Regions from separate parts of the Mus musculus genome. Here region 2 is linked to region 1. A link is a contact called in public Hi-C data. All regions are on one chromosome and are shown on one strand. Each heading gives the region's core, a stretch centred on a gene start, on an enhancer-like site or on the middle of the called end of the contact. The rest is flanking DNA. Distances are from core to core; before and after follow the strand shown. Region 1 overlaps Pcmtd1 (protein-L-isoaspartate (D-aspartate) O-methyltransferase domain containing 1). Region 2 holds the start of 1700034P13Rik (RIKEN cDNA 1700034P13 gene).

What was found. A called contact is a pair of places that touch in the nucleus more often than the background predicts.
Region 2: a Hi-C map of B cells shows a contact between it and region 1, with 6 read pairs. The contact joins the promoter of 1700034P13Rik here to the enhancer-like site in region 1. A contact is called at or near these places in 4 of 39 promoter capture datasets (the C10 cell line, cranial neural crest, hippocampal neurons and 1 more), 1 of 484 Hi-C or Micro-C datasets (B cells) and 1 of 115 datasets of contacts at active chromatin or transcription factors (the 230-238 cell line).

What each region holds. Positions count from the first base shown.
Region 1 is chr1:7,162,130-7,169,086 of GRCm38.p6, reverse strand. It overlaps Pcmtd1 (protein-L-isoaspartate (D-aspartate) O-methyltransferase domain containing 1), which reads right to left. Exons shown (of 6, transcript NM_183028.3): 5 at 5,716-5,839. Among named protein-coding and RNA genes, the nearest start is that of Pcmtd1, 77 kb to the right of the region's middle. Within about 2 kb of position 5,141, at least 18 of the 459 cell types and tissues checked have an H3K27ac peak or open chromatin away from gene starts, as enhancers often do. A contact at or near this core is called in the 230-238 cell line and B cells, where this site is marked.
Region 2 is chr1:9,742,909-9,749,994 of GRCm38.p6, reverse strand. 1700034P13Rik (RIKEN cDNA 1700034P13 gene) reads right to left here and starts at 2,347. Exons shown (of 4, transcript NR_040462.1): 1 at 1,391-2,347. Vcpip1 (valosin containing protein (p97)/p47 complex interacting protein 1) reads left to right here and starts at 1,613. Exons shown (of 3, transcript NM_173443.3): 1 at 1,613-4,545. The coding sequence starts at 1,839.

The DNA of each region.
Region 1 (6,957 bases), core at 3,892-6,391:
AGTCACACAAATTAAAAATAAATATAAAAACCCTTTTCTTAAGAAAATAAGTAAATTATATGGAAATAAATACTTATCAGAAAAATTCAATGAAACATTTTAATAGCTGCCCGAACTCTGAAGTTGCTGGGGGTGCTCACATATGGACATGTGTGTGTGGCTAGAGAGTGAGACAAGTGGGCAGGGGGAGATAACCATAAGTACATTTGTTCACAGCAAAGTACCATCAAATAGGAGTTGTAAATTAACACAGGTCCCTGGTACAAGAGGCATTGTTTTAAGACACTGATGTTTACTTACATCAAATACATTACGAAATGGAGGAAGGATACGAACTGTGCCTCTGACCCAAAATTTTTCCCCAAATTACTTAACAAATCACTTGCTAAATAATAGGCCAGACACATAAGAACTCATTTAGATACATGACTGCTTTAATCTGGGAAAGTCCATGAATACAGTGAGCTCACATATGTGGAAGAGATAGGTTTAAAAAAGATGGAGAAGGGATGAAAAGGGAAATAAGAAAGAGAAAAACCAACGAATATGAAAAGAACAAAACAGTAGTGATGCCACAGGAAGTTCTTGGCTACAGATCTGGCAGTGTTCCACTAGCTGGCGGGAAAATCCTCCTCACGGAGACTGCTTTGCCAGAGTTTAGGGAGCTGAATCACCTAGCAGCCACAAAAATGATCAGAGAGATCAGCAGGGAACAGCAAAAGATCAGAGAGATCAGCAGAGAAAAACAATAGATCAGAGAGATCAGCAGGGAACAGCAATAGAAGAATGGGCTTCATGTGCTAAGAACTGAATGGTGTGTAGCTGGCAATGTCTGGGATAGCAGGTCAAACACTTAGGTGATCACGTAGGATATGGCCACACTGACAGAAAGGGATAGGACAGAAATTGAGACAGCACAGAAACAAATTGGATTGAAGCTAAAAGGACAACAACAAATTAAAATATCCGCTGTCTAGCATGAACTTCTGGGCAGCTGCTGATGTGAAATACAAACACTTCAAATGCAGACGGGAGACCAGGATGAGAAGAAAATTCACATGTTTGCTTGTATTCTTGAATCTCAGATATATGTCATCGCTAACCAAGAAGGTCATTTCAGAAGCAGTATCAGCAATACAGGACATAGAAGGGTTGCTGGGACTTCCTCTAGCCTCTACATGGATGTACATGCACAGGTACATGCATCCCCACCCATGTATATGTACAGATCATACACAAAAAATAAACAATTTTTAAAAGTCTATGTCTTTACAGCCAAAACTAGAGTGATACACTCATAAAAATAAGCAATTACAACAACAAACAAAAAAGGGGAAAAGTCATTTATTTAGGTTGAACCATATAAAAAACATTCTGGTTTTCCTTAAAAAACAAATAAACAAACAAACAAAAACCCAACATGACTTCAAATATAAATATTTTTAAAAGATTGAGTCCACAGAAACCAATGCCATAAAATTTTATAATTATTGTATTCAGTGCCCCTGGACTTAAATATACCTCTTCTTTTTTAAATTTTAAATCATATTCCTACAGTTTTTATATGCATATAAACCACATGCCACATAAAACAATGGAAAGAAATATGATTTTTAAGTCAAATAAAAATTGTGATAAATCACAAGAAAAATTGTATCTTTATTTTAATAAGCTACTGAATATGAGTGGTAATTTATTGTTACTATATCCATTTAGCACGGGGTTTATAAGGGTACTGTTCTTGCGGGATTTGGGTCCAGTGTTTTAGTCTACTGTAATGTTTTACAAACAAATAGATACTGTGACTTAACAGAAAGAAAACTTAGTCTTTATTCTTCCACAGAATTTTAGCAAATAACAATTTTTAAAACCTTTTCATCGTATGATTATTATACAAAGATGGGGAAAAGCAACTTCCAGAATTCTCAATTTGCTTTCAGAGACTGTTGTTTATATACAGAATGAGTTAATATAGAAAATATATCTTGGCTCTGAGATTAACAACTATCTTGATGCCAATCCCATTTCATCAACTCTCTCCCTCTTCCATCCCCACTTAAATTACTTCTATTGAAAATGCATTTCAGGGGGATGATGGATTCTTTTAGTTGGACCCTGTACATTGCAAATTATCGTAATTCACTGTCTTCCTTCCCTCGTTTGTCCCCCCCCCCCCCCCCCCGCTCCCATTGTGTGTACCGTGATGGTGTGTATTTGCATGTGGATACGCACATGCCACAGCACATGCACGGAGGCCCAGAGGATGGCTTTCGGGAGTTGATTTTCTCCTTCTACTGTGGGTTCCTGGGATCAAATGCAAGTCATTAGGCTTGTTCTACAAATATTATCTGTAGCCACTGAACCTTCTTGCTGGCCCTTGCTAAGTTTATTTCTAGTTTATACTCATACATATCCAACAAAGGTCCAATAGCTGGCTATCTTATTTACCATTTCTATTTTTGTAATGGTGAATGAAAACTGAAAACCTGCAGAACAGTGTTCATGCCAATTATCAGTTACACTGTTAGCATGTAATCATACTTGTAGCTAAGACACATAAACACTAACCTAAAGGAAGTGTCAGATAAAGAAGAATGTGAAGTTTTCTTGAGTAAAGTGTTTCCATGGCAGCTGCAAAGCCTAATAGAAAGAAGTGTGCTCATATACAAAGCTCCTGCTGTGTAAGAACACCAGCATGGGCAGCATGGGCCACAGAGGGTTTAGTACTTTCCACTGGGCTATGAGAACCCAAAGTATCAAAAATAGCCACAATTCTGTCTGAAAAAATGGGAAAATGGCGTTATATCATTATTTCTTCCATTAACTAGTACTTTAGTTAGTAAAGAATGACATGAGTATGCAGACGGCATCAAACAACTATAAACCATGTACAAGTGACAATTCTCATTTGAGTCAGGTGCTAGATAGCCAGCACATATTCCTGATTTCAGTAGTCTAGAAGGATATGAATGCTGCAGCTCAGTCATTTCAAATTTCTATCAGAATGAGTCTCCTTTAATTCTTTAACTTCTCTTATTTTTTGTTTTCTGTTAAATGTGGATATTTTTATGTGGTTTGTCTCTTGTACATTGTTATTACCAAATAGCCAATAAGCATTTTTAAAAGGTTGGTTATGAATAGTTTCTAAATTATGAAAATTTAAAAATTTTTCAGAACTGAGAGCTTAGTCTCTTTCTAAATGAGATGAAAATAGAAACACAAAGTCAAGATGGAAGAACTTTATAAATCCTTAAAAGTAGTCACTATGTCTCCATAGCACTCTCTAGGGTCCAGGTGAAGAAACCTTTATGCCAATGACACACCCAGAGAATGATACTTACCATAGGACCCAAAGGTCTCAGAGTCTACCTCTCTTAATTTCCCCGAAATAGCTTGTGATTTGTGTATGTAAAAAACAAAAACAAAAACAAAAACAAAAAAAAACCAAAAAAAAACCACCTTTGGCTACATATGTCTCTGATGCGGCCATAAAACTCATACAAAACAGCTAGGCTCTGCTCACTCATGTGTATGCTTCCTGTAACTGGGCGGACAAGTCTAAGAGAACCATGCAAATCTAAGCTCCTTCCCTCTCGCTGATCCTGCTGGGTTAAGTGAGCTGTGACACAACAATCATTAAGGTATCTGACCTCTCTGAGTTTATCATCCCTCAAATGCTAAGAACTAAGGAAGTGGATCAAACAGGTAATGAATTTCCCAAGACTCCCACCTGCTTTTTACTAACCATTATTACAGGTCACATACTAGGCAAAGCATTTTAGTTCCAATGTCAGATGGTTAAAAATAAAATTTAAAAAAAAAAAACAAAAAAACCAAAAAGACAAAACAAAAAAAGAAAATCAAACAAGTACTAAGAATAAAATGGGTTTTCTGTATAAATCCAAATTCCTATGAAATAAAAGCAAATTAAATGAGAGGTTCATCTGTAGTAAAGCTTTATTTAATGGTTAACAAAACTATGATATATTCAAAGCTAGTTAACGGTAGTTTCCCTTTCTTTCTCAAGGATCAGGTGAAATGCCTACCACACGCTCCTTGAGACTCTTTTTGTTGGTCTCCGACATCTCATATACTTAGGTCCCATCTTTACTAAGGAGTCTCACTGTTTTATCTTGAATTTGTGGGTAACAGGTCCAACTCAAATCCCTCTTCCCTACCTCTTATCTCTACTTTCCTTGGATAATTTAATCTATTTGTTGTCCAAGCACTGCTTCAGACACCGTCTTTGACAGTGAAGATTCGGTACTGATATTTCAGTTGTTTAGTAGGTTTTGGACCGAAAGGCTTCCTGACACTTAAAAACTCGTAGGCACCTCAAACATACCCCAAAGAAAATGTCCACACTCTCTTCCCCTCCTTCCAAATAATGTAACACAAACATACTCAGCTAGTCATTAAAGGGAAAACCAATTCCTCTTCCTCCACCCACATTCCTCACATTGTGGTATTTTTCTGCCTTCAAGCAATTCTATCCACACCCACATAAGCTATCCTCACAATAACTAGTCCACTGTCCAGGTGATGATCCATCCTCCACAGGCACCAAACATGCTCCTGATCTTGAACTCCTCATGTTCTTCATGAGCCTAACACCTTCTATAGTCACTATCTTGGAAAGATGCTGCCACTCAATGTAGTGGACTTGCACTTCAGCACTCAGAAGGTAGAGGCATGAAGAATATGAGTGCAAGGCCATCCTTGGCTTTACAGTGAACAGGAGACCCTGACTCGAGAAGAGAAGAGAAGAGAAGAGAAGAGAAGAGAAGAGAAGAGAAGAGAAGAGAAGAGAAGAGAAGAGAAGAGAAGAGAAGAGAAGAGAAGAGAAGAGATAAATGACACTGCCATAAACACTTGGCCAAGTAGGGTCTCTGACAGCATTCTCATTGTAATTCCGACCATGGAGCAGTAGCAGACAAGCCTTCCTTCCTGCTACCCTTAGCCTAGATGCTCTTCTACTATGAGGAGGAATCAAACTGAAGTCATTTTGAGAGAGCTTTCCATTTTGAATAGGGGTCAAATAAACTCTAAGTTCCCAAACCTCCCTAGGTAACTGACATCCTGTTTGGTAGAGAAAGAGACATGTATGTGGGTAACTGACATCCTGGAGGGCAGGTTGAGACATGAGTGCTAAGCAAGTTGCCCTGCCACAGTTGAATAAACCAACCAATGACTACAGGGTAAGTGTACCACATAGGGAAATGTCCCTAGGAAAGTTTCTTTTCCCTGAATTTTGATTGGTAGAAAAATGTAACTGTAACTTGGCACAGATGTTTGTGGTTTTCAGGCTTAAAAGTTCTGTAACATTCTGGCTGAGGGGCTGGGGTGGGAATTGCAGTTCATCTCACAAGTCTCGACACCCCTGATTGATCAGTAGGAGCTGATTAGAATAAAATGTTGTTTTCTGTATTGACTTGGTGTCTGAATTGTGCTGGATCTAAGTGTACTCTATAACACCACAGTTACTTCCTACTACATTACAAACTAGTAAGTTTACAGTTGGTATGATCCGATTCTCTAAGTTTCTTGAAGGAAGATACAGCGCCCCATACTACATAAAGACTTGACTTTTTTTCTAAATTAAGAATAATCAACCTACTCATTGCATTATTGCCATATTCAATTTGTTATAATCATATATATGATCTACTAAATGCCATCAGTGACAACTCATTCTGGGTTCAAATATCTACTTACGGAGCCCCACAGAGTCCGGTGTGCCATTATCATTCTTACTAGGCTGTACTAGTGGTGCAAAGGAAACCGCAAGGATATTTTTACTTTCCCAAGTGTTTTGTCCAGTCCGCATAATCTGTGTCAACTATTTGGAGTGAAACAAGAAAGAAGCAATTCAATTACTTTAATGTCAAATTTTTACAAGAATAATTGTTAATGAGAAGTTAACATTTAAATGCAACCAAGATATTTCTACTCAATTATGTATTATAACACAAGAAATCTACCATGTACTCCACAGGAAATGCATGCCTGCTACTTTAAGTCTGAGCTTACAGAACCCAGGGGAGAACCTACTACTATTGTCTGACTAAACAGACTAAATAGTAATCAACTCTCCATCATGACTGATGTTACTCAGTCCTTATTGGAGACTCACAATTTGTCAAACTCCAGAGAGTAAGTGTTTGTGGAGTACTCAGCCATAAACAGGACATCTACATCACACCTTCTCAATGCTCAGGGAACATCCCCCCCAAAAGAGGACAGAAAAACTGTAAGAGTCAGAGATCATACAGCATTACTACAAAATGGTGTTTTCTCAACATGACAAGACCATGGCACCCATGGGCACATAGCAGTTTATGATCAAAATTTCAGCATTTCCATCCAGGAAGGCCTCATAAGGCCCCACCCACAGCTGAGGTATGTATTGATAGATGATGGCTGCTAGGAAAACGAAAATCAGTTTCCTTTAGGAATGGTGTCCTTGTTAGGCTGACCATTCTCCAGTGAATGGTGCTAATTTTAGAATGCCTATAATTGTTTGTATGTATGAAATTCACAATGAATAAATTTATGTATATATGCCATTGAAGGATTCATACACATGTGGTCTGGGAAGGACCTCGTTGAGTATGTGCACATGCACACGTGTGGAAACCAGAACTGAAAGCTGGAGTTACAGGCATCTGCCGGACAACCAGCTTACTACTGGAGTCTGGATTCTAGCTCTTGCCCTAGGACTGCACAAAAAGCATTCTGAACAAGTGAGCCATGTGTCTCTAGTTTCAAGACAGATGTTTCAATACAAAAGGAATATCCAAATATGGATAAACTACGTCTCTATGTTACACCCAGCTTCTATAAGCTTCTACAAGTATCCGTACAGATCTGTCCACAACACTGCCTCCCTAAATAAATTTCTGAAATAGGTTCAGTCATTTGGTTAGAGTACTGTTAGGAGGACTATACCAGTGAACT
Region 2 (7,086 bases), core at 1,098-3,597, 2.6 Mb before region 1:
TTGTACTTATGTATTTAGAAATACATGACTATGTCATAGTAAGCAATGAAAAAGCTATTATTTTTACATTACTTTTAATTAAAATAATAATCAGATAACTTCAACTTCTGTCCACTTCTGTCAAGTGGACAGAAATAAACATAGAGCCTAATTATCCTGAATTTCAGAGAAAAGAGTGTGTTTAACACAAAGAACAGTTATAGATCTACACACACACACACACACACACACACACACACATACAGTTTGAAAAATGCATCAGTTGAGACCACGAATTTGAAAGAGAGCAAGGAGGGGCATATATGAGGGTTAGGAAGGAGGAATGGGAAGGGACATATAATTATATTATAGTCTAAAAAATAGAGTGAAGTGAAAATCTCCTATATATTATGCAGGCTGGGATTATATCTCAGTTAGTAGAATGCCTGCCTATCATGCATGAAGCTCCAAGTTCAGCCCTTAACACTGCATAACCTAGGTGTAGTGGTATGTACCTCTGACCCTGGCATTTGGGAGGTGGAGGCAGAAGACAGAAAGTTCAAGGTCAATTCTCTACTATAGGGAGTTTGAGGTCTGCCTGGGCTAAAAAAGTAAAACTGTATACTATATATGCATAGAAAAACCTTAATAATTGTGATCTCTAACTGCTAACAGACAACGTTAACTTTCTTTTAAACTTATTTTTTAAACATTTGATGACAAGCAATTTCCTTAACACTTAAAAAAGAAGACAGGTTGGTGGCAAACATCTTTAGTCCCATCACTCAGGAGATAGAGGCAGGTGGATCTCTGTGGATTTGAGGCCACCCTCGTCTATTTAGTGAATTCTACACAAACAAACAAACAAATAAACAAATAAACAGACAGACAGACAGACATACAAAAAGACAAATATAATAACAGGATGTTTTCTTTAAAAGTGTTCTTACAAGTTGGCGATCAGTAATTCTCAAACTGTGACCTTTCATCATTAACCTACCAGCTTATAACTACGAATAAGATAGAAGCTCAGTTACGGCACTTGCTAGCTAAGTGGTAATTTTAAAAAAATGACATCGTATTTGAAAAATTAATATACTTAAAAAAAAAAGTAGCCTCATAGAAAACTCCTTCCATGTTCTTAGGACCTTTAACCCGGACTTCCTAGCAGTGGTGGTGGACTTTAGACCCTCTTCCACACCAATCCTTTGCACTTTTGTTTTCCCCAAGCACACTCCTTTCTGCGCAAGGGGAAAGTGCAGGGGGACACTACCCACAGCAGCCTAGGAATGTGATTTCTCTGACTCTTTCTCGTGGGCCATAGAATGGGGGACAAACTACAAAAGAGATCCAGTTAAAAATACAACTACCGACAAGCTCCGCGAATCATCGACTTCCTTTCTGCCCCCACCTTCCGAGTGCCTTCCTCTTCCTCCTCCCCGCGTGCGTCGAGTCGCTTTGCATCACGGTATTTGAAGTTCTTTCTGGACGGAAGCGCCTAGCACTCCTTCGCGAGAGAGGAGCCGGAAGACTCTGGTTCCCAGAGGGCAGAGCAGAAGCTACGCCTGCGCAGTCTCAGTGAGGGCGTGTATGTCTGTGTCTGAGGGAGAGAGCGAGAGTGAGTGAGTGTGAGTGCGGGGTGGGGTGGTGGCCGTTACGTTCGGGGCAACGGCTAAGGCAGTGGAGAAGTGAGAAGAGAAACAACGTCCGGCGCTTCCGCCTTCGCCTAGGAGGAGGAGGAACTGGTAGGAAAAGGAAAGCCATTCGCCCTGGGCCTGGACTAGACCTCGTCGGGCCGGCGGAGGTCTGGCTATGTGCCTTTGAGGGTCGCTTGGGACGCCGAGCGAGAGCCGAGAGCGATGTCTCAGCCGCCGCCGCCTCCTCCGCTGCCGCCGCCGCCGCCTCCCCCTGAGGCTCCGCAGACTTCGTCGTCTCTGGCGGCGGCGGCTTCTCCGGGGGGCCTTTCGAAACGAAGGGACCGAAGAATCCTTTCCGGGAGTTGCCCGGATCCCAAGTGCCAGGCGCGCCTCTTCTTCCCGGCCTCGGGTTCTGTCAGCATCGAGTGTACCGAGTGCGGACAGCGGCACGAGCAGCAACAGCTGCTGGGAGTGGAGGAGGTGACCGACCCGGACGTAGTGCTGCACAATCTGCTGCGGAACGCGCTACTCGGAGTGACGGGGGCTCCCAAGAAGAACACGGAACTGGTAAAGGTGATGGGCCTCTCCAACTACCACTGCAAATTATTGTCGCCAATATTGGCACGCTATGGAATGGACAAACAAACGGGCCGGGCCAAGCTTCTCCGGGACATGAACCAAGGCGAACTGTTCGATTGCGCGTTACTTGGTGACCGGGCCTTCCTCATCGAACCAGAGCACGTCAACACAGTGGGCTATGGCAAGGACCGCTCCGGAAGCCTCCTGTATTTGCACGACACGCTCGAGGATATCAAACGGGCTAATAAAAGTCAAGAATGCCTCATCCCAGTGCATGTGGATGGGGATGGACACTGCCTAGTGCATGCTGTGTCTAGGGCTCTAGTAGGCCGAGAGCTCTTCTGGCATGCTCTGAGGGAGAATCTTAAGCAGCACTTTCAGCAGCACCTAGCCCGATATCAAGCCCTGTTTCATGACTTTATTGATGCTGCCGAGTGGGAGGACATTATCAATGAATGTGACCCTCTGTTTGTGCCACCTGAAGGTGTCCCCTTAGGCCTGAGGAATATCCACATATTCGGCCTTGCCAATGTGTTACATCGTCCCATAATTCTTTTAGATTCCCTCAGCGGCATGAGAAGCTCTGGTGATTATTCAGCCACCTTTCTACCTGGCCTCATACCTGCAGAGAAATGCACTGGGAGAGATGGTCATTTGAACAAGCCAATCTGTATTGCGTGGAGTAGCTCTGGTAGAAACCATTATATTCCCTTGGTAGGCATAAAGGGGGCTGCCCTGCCCAAACTACCCATGAATTTGTTACCTAAAGCATGGGGTGTGCCTCAGGACCTTATTAAAAAGTACATCAAGCTTGAGGAGGATGGTGGCTGTGTTATTGGAGGAGACAGAAGTTTGCAGGATAAGTACTTACTTAGGCTGGTTGCTGCTATGGAAGAAGTCTTTATGGACAAACATGGTATCCATCCTAGTTTGGTTGCTGATGTACATCAGTATTTCTACAGAAGGACTGGGGTGATAGGAGTTCAGCCTGAGGAAGTTACAGCAGCTGCTAAAAAGGCAGTAATGGACAATCGCCTTCACAAGTGTTTGCTTTGTGGTGCCCTTTCTGAACTTCATGTCCCTTCTGAGTGGTTGGCTCCAGGAGGGAAACTGTATAACTTGGCAAAAAGTACTCATGGGCAGTTGAGGCCTGACAAAAATTACAGCTTTCCCTTAAACAATTTGGTTTGTTCATATGATCCAGTAAAAGATGTTCTGCTACCAGACTATGGATTGAGTAATCTAACAGCTTGTAATTGGTGCCATGGCTCATCTGTGCGAAGAGTCAGAGGAGATGGCTCTATTGTGTATTTGGATGGAGACAGAACTAATTCTAGGTCTACTGGTGGCAAATGTGGTTGTGGATTCAAACATTTTTGGGAAGGTAAAGAGTATGACAATCTTCCAGAAGCTTTTCCTATCACTTTGGAGTGGGGAGGAAGAGTAGTCAGAGAAACAGTATATTGGTTTCAGTATGAAAGCGATCCATCTTTGAATAGTAATGTTTATGATGTTGCAATGAAACTTGTTACCAAGCACTTTCCAGGTGAATTTGGGAGTGAGATCCTAGTTCAGAAAGTTGTCCACACTATATTGCATCAGACTGCAAAAAAAAATCCGGACGATTACACTCCTGTAAATATAGATGGTGCTCATGCTCAGAGAGTTGGAGATGTGCAAGGACAAGAATTGGAGTCGCAGCTACCAACTAAAATTATTCTTACTGGACAGAAAACAAAAACTTTGCATAAGGAAGAATTAAACATGAGTAAAACTGAAAGAACTATTCAACAGAACATCACAGAACAAGCTTCTGTGATGCAGAAACGGAAAACAGAGAAATTAAAACAAGAGCAAAAGGGGCAGCCCAGAACTGTTTCTCCAAGTACTATTCGTGATGGGCCATCATCTGCACCTGCCACCCCCACCAAGGCTCCCTACTCACCTACCACTTCTAAGGAGAAGAAGATTCGAATAACAACTAACGATGGACGGCAGTCTATGGTTACCCTTAAGCCTTCAACAACCTTTTTTGAGCTTCAGGAAAGTATAGCCAGAGAGTTCAACATTCCTCCATATTTACAGTGTATTCGATATGGCTTTCCTCCTAAAGAGTTAATGCCACCCCAGGCAGGGATGGAAAAGGAGCCAGTTCCTTTACAGCACGGTGACAGAATTACAATAGAGATCTTAAAAGGAAGAGCAGAAGGTGGTCCATCCACTGCTGCACACTCAGCCCACACTGTGAAACAAGAAGAGATTGCTGTTACTGGTAAACTGTCATCTAAGGAACTTCAGGAGCAAGCTGACAAAGAAATGTACTCCTTGTGTCTTTTAGCTACATTAATGGGTAAGAGCAATTAAACTCTGATGGTGTATTTTTATTGTGAGTATGAAATACTGAGGATTTTGTTGTTGTGGAGAGGGAAAAGAAAAACCTGTTGTTACCATAAATATTTGATTCTATACATAGGAGAAAATTATTTTCCTGTTTGGTAGTAGATACTAATATGATTATTGAGTGAATTAGAACAGCTTGAAACTACAGAATGAAAGTAGTTACTCAACTGTAAATGAGATTAATTAAATTTATTTCAAAATTTATTTTTAAAAAATGTATTTATAGTTAAAGCCCTTTCTTTTTCTCCCTTTCTGAGCTCCATCTTGATCATTTTTCATTTATTTTTAATTTCATTTTCCTGTCTGTCATGTGATTTCAGGACTTCCTGTTTGATGAATTGCAGTTTCTGGTGTTTATAGTCTCACTGAGCTCCCACCTACTAGCCTATCTCTTCCATTTCCGGTTCTTCCTTCATTATGTTTTTCTTATGTGTATGATAGGTTTTGTGTTTAATTTTATGGTTCAGTGACTCTGGCATAATTGCAGTGAATAGCTCATAAGAAACAAACAAGAAAGATGGCAATGGGGTTAGGAATTTCTTTTTGATAATTTAGTATAAATTGAAGGAAAATATACTATCAGCTAAATACTGTAATTTCAGCCTTTAGATAATTTGGGATCCTGCCTAGTGGTACGCTATTTACATTATTTGCTTAATCTTTGTCTTTAAGTTGGTGTGTTAACATGCTTTACACAGTTTTCAAGTATGAAGAAAATTTAAAGGTTAGTTGTTACAAGAGACTTAATTTTGTTGAGATTAGACCTTTTTGCTAGAAAAGGGCTGGCTTTTAATTCTGTTTTCTCAGACTACTAAATAGTAGTGAATTGGGCCTTGGTCTACTATAATGATTTGTTATTACTGGCTTTAAGTTGGGAGCCTACTCATGGGAGATATAAAAGCTGTACAAACTTTCAACTTGATATTGTCCATTTTGGTTTGGTAGGCATAAAAACTGAATTGGGTAAATGAGGAAAATACCTAATAAAAAATATTAAAAAAGAAAAAAAACTGAATTGGGGAAATCATCCGAGGTATTTTCTATATTTCTGAGACATTGTGGTTTCTTAGAGATTTTGTGGAATAGAAGAATGGCTGTATGATGTTGGGAATCAGAAGACACAATTTGATTCTTGGCTCAAATTACTTAGTGATTTCAGGAAAACTATTAACTCCCCAATATTTCAATTGCTTCTGTACAAAAGATCACTTGTAGTTGATATGAACATGGGTAAAGTATTCCCAGAACTCTGAAAATAACATCCTCACAAAATGGGCAAAATTAGGTATATACAGAATTTTTTTTTCTGACTGCCTGGCCAGAAAATATTTTAAGACTGGCAGTTTCCTAAGCTAAAACAGCGTGATAATGTCTGTCTTAAGAGAGGGTAAATTTGAACATTTATGTGGTGAATATCTGCTGTTGACTTTGTATATCCCATAGCTAGTGCCCAACGTATAGTAAGCAATTTGAAGGGTTTTGTTTTGTTTTTAATTGAATTTAACATGTTTAAAGAAAGACTGTAGCCGGCGTGGTGGCGCACGCCTCTGATCCCAGCACTTTGGAGGCAGAGGCAGGCGGATTTCTGAGTTCCAGGATAGCCAGAGCTGTACAGAGAAACCCTGTCTTGAAAAACAAAAGAAAGAAAGAAAGAAAAAGAAAGGAAGAAAGAAAAGAAAAGAAAAGAAAAGAAAAGAGACTGTATCTGCAGAAATGGAATGGATAGTCAGCATTCAACATTGAAAAAGAGTCTGAAAAGCAGAATTTGGCAGTGCTTATACACTGTTGTACATAAGAAATTTATCACCTGGGGTTCATGATAATTCTGGTAACTAGAAAGGTAATCTTTGCTGAAGGATAGGAATATTTTTTGAGTCCTGGTTTTTTGCGCCTCTGCCAGAACACCCTCTTTACCTGATTCCATGATTTTATAAGAGCATTTACTTTTACCATTCATTTAGCTTCATTTGATAACAGGGGAGAGTATAGGTAAGGATTCCGTTTACTCCATTGTAGATTAATACATTGGCATGGGTGAGATTATGAATCAGTAGTCTTAAGTATTTGCTTAGTATGGTAATATATTCTGTATTGAAAGTTAGTAAAAATACTAGCTTATAATTACTTTTCAAAAAGTATTGATTTAAGCTTCCTGCATCTAATTTTCTAGGAACGAGTTTAGACTATAATGAGTTCCCCAAGATGCTTCTATTCTGATCCTTTGCTGAGGAAGTCTTCTGATTTTATAGCTTTTATCAAAACACAACCAACCTTCTTTTCTGTAGACATAAAAAATGATAAACCTCAAATATATCAGTCATAGCATTTTAGAAAAATGTCTTATTTGATTACACACACACACACACACACACACACACACAGGGTTGGGGGAGAGAGAGGGGTGTGTGTGTGTGTGTGTGTGTGTGTGTACTTGAAGTAGCCAGGGATGTGTTTTCCCTTTTTTTGGGCTGGTTCTTTTAGCTAATGGCTT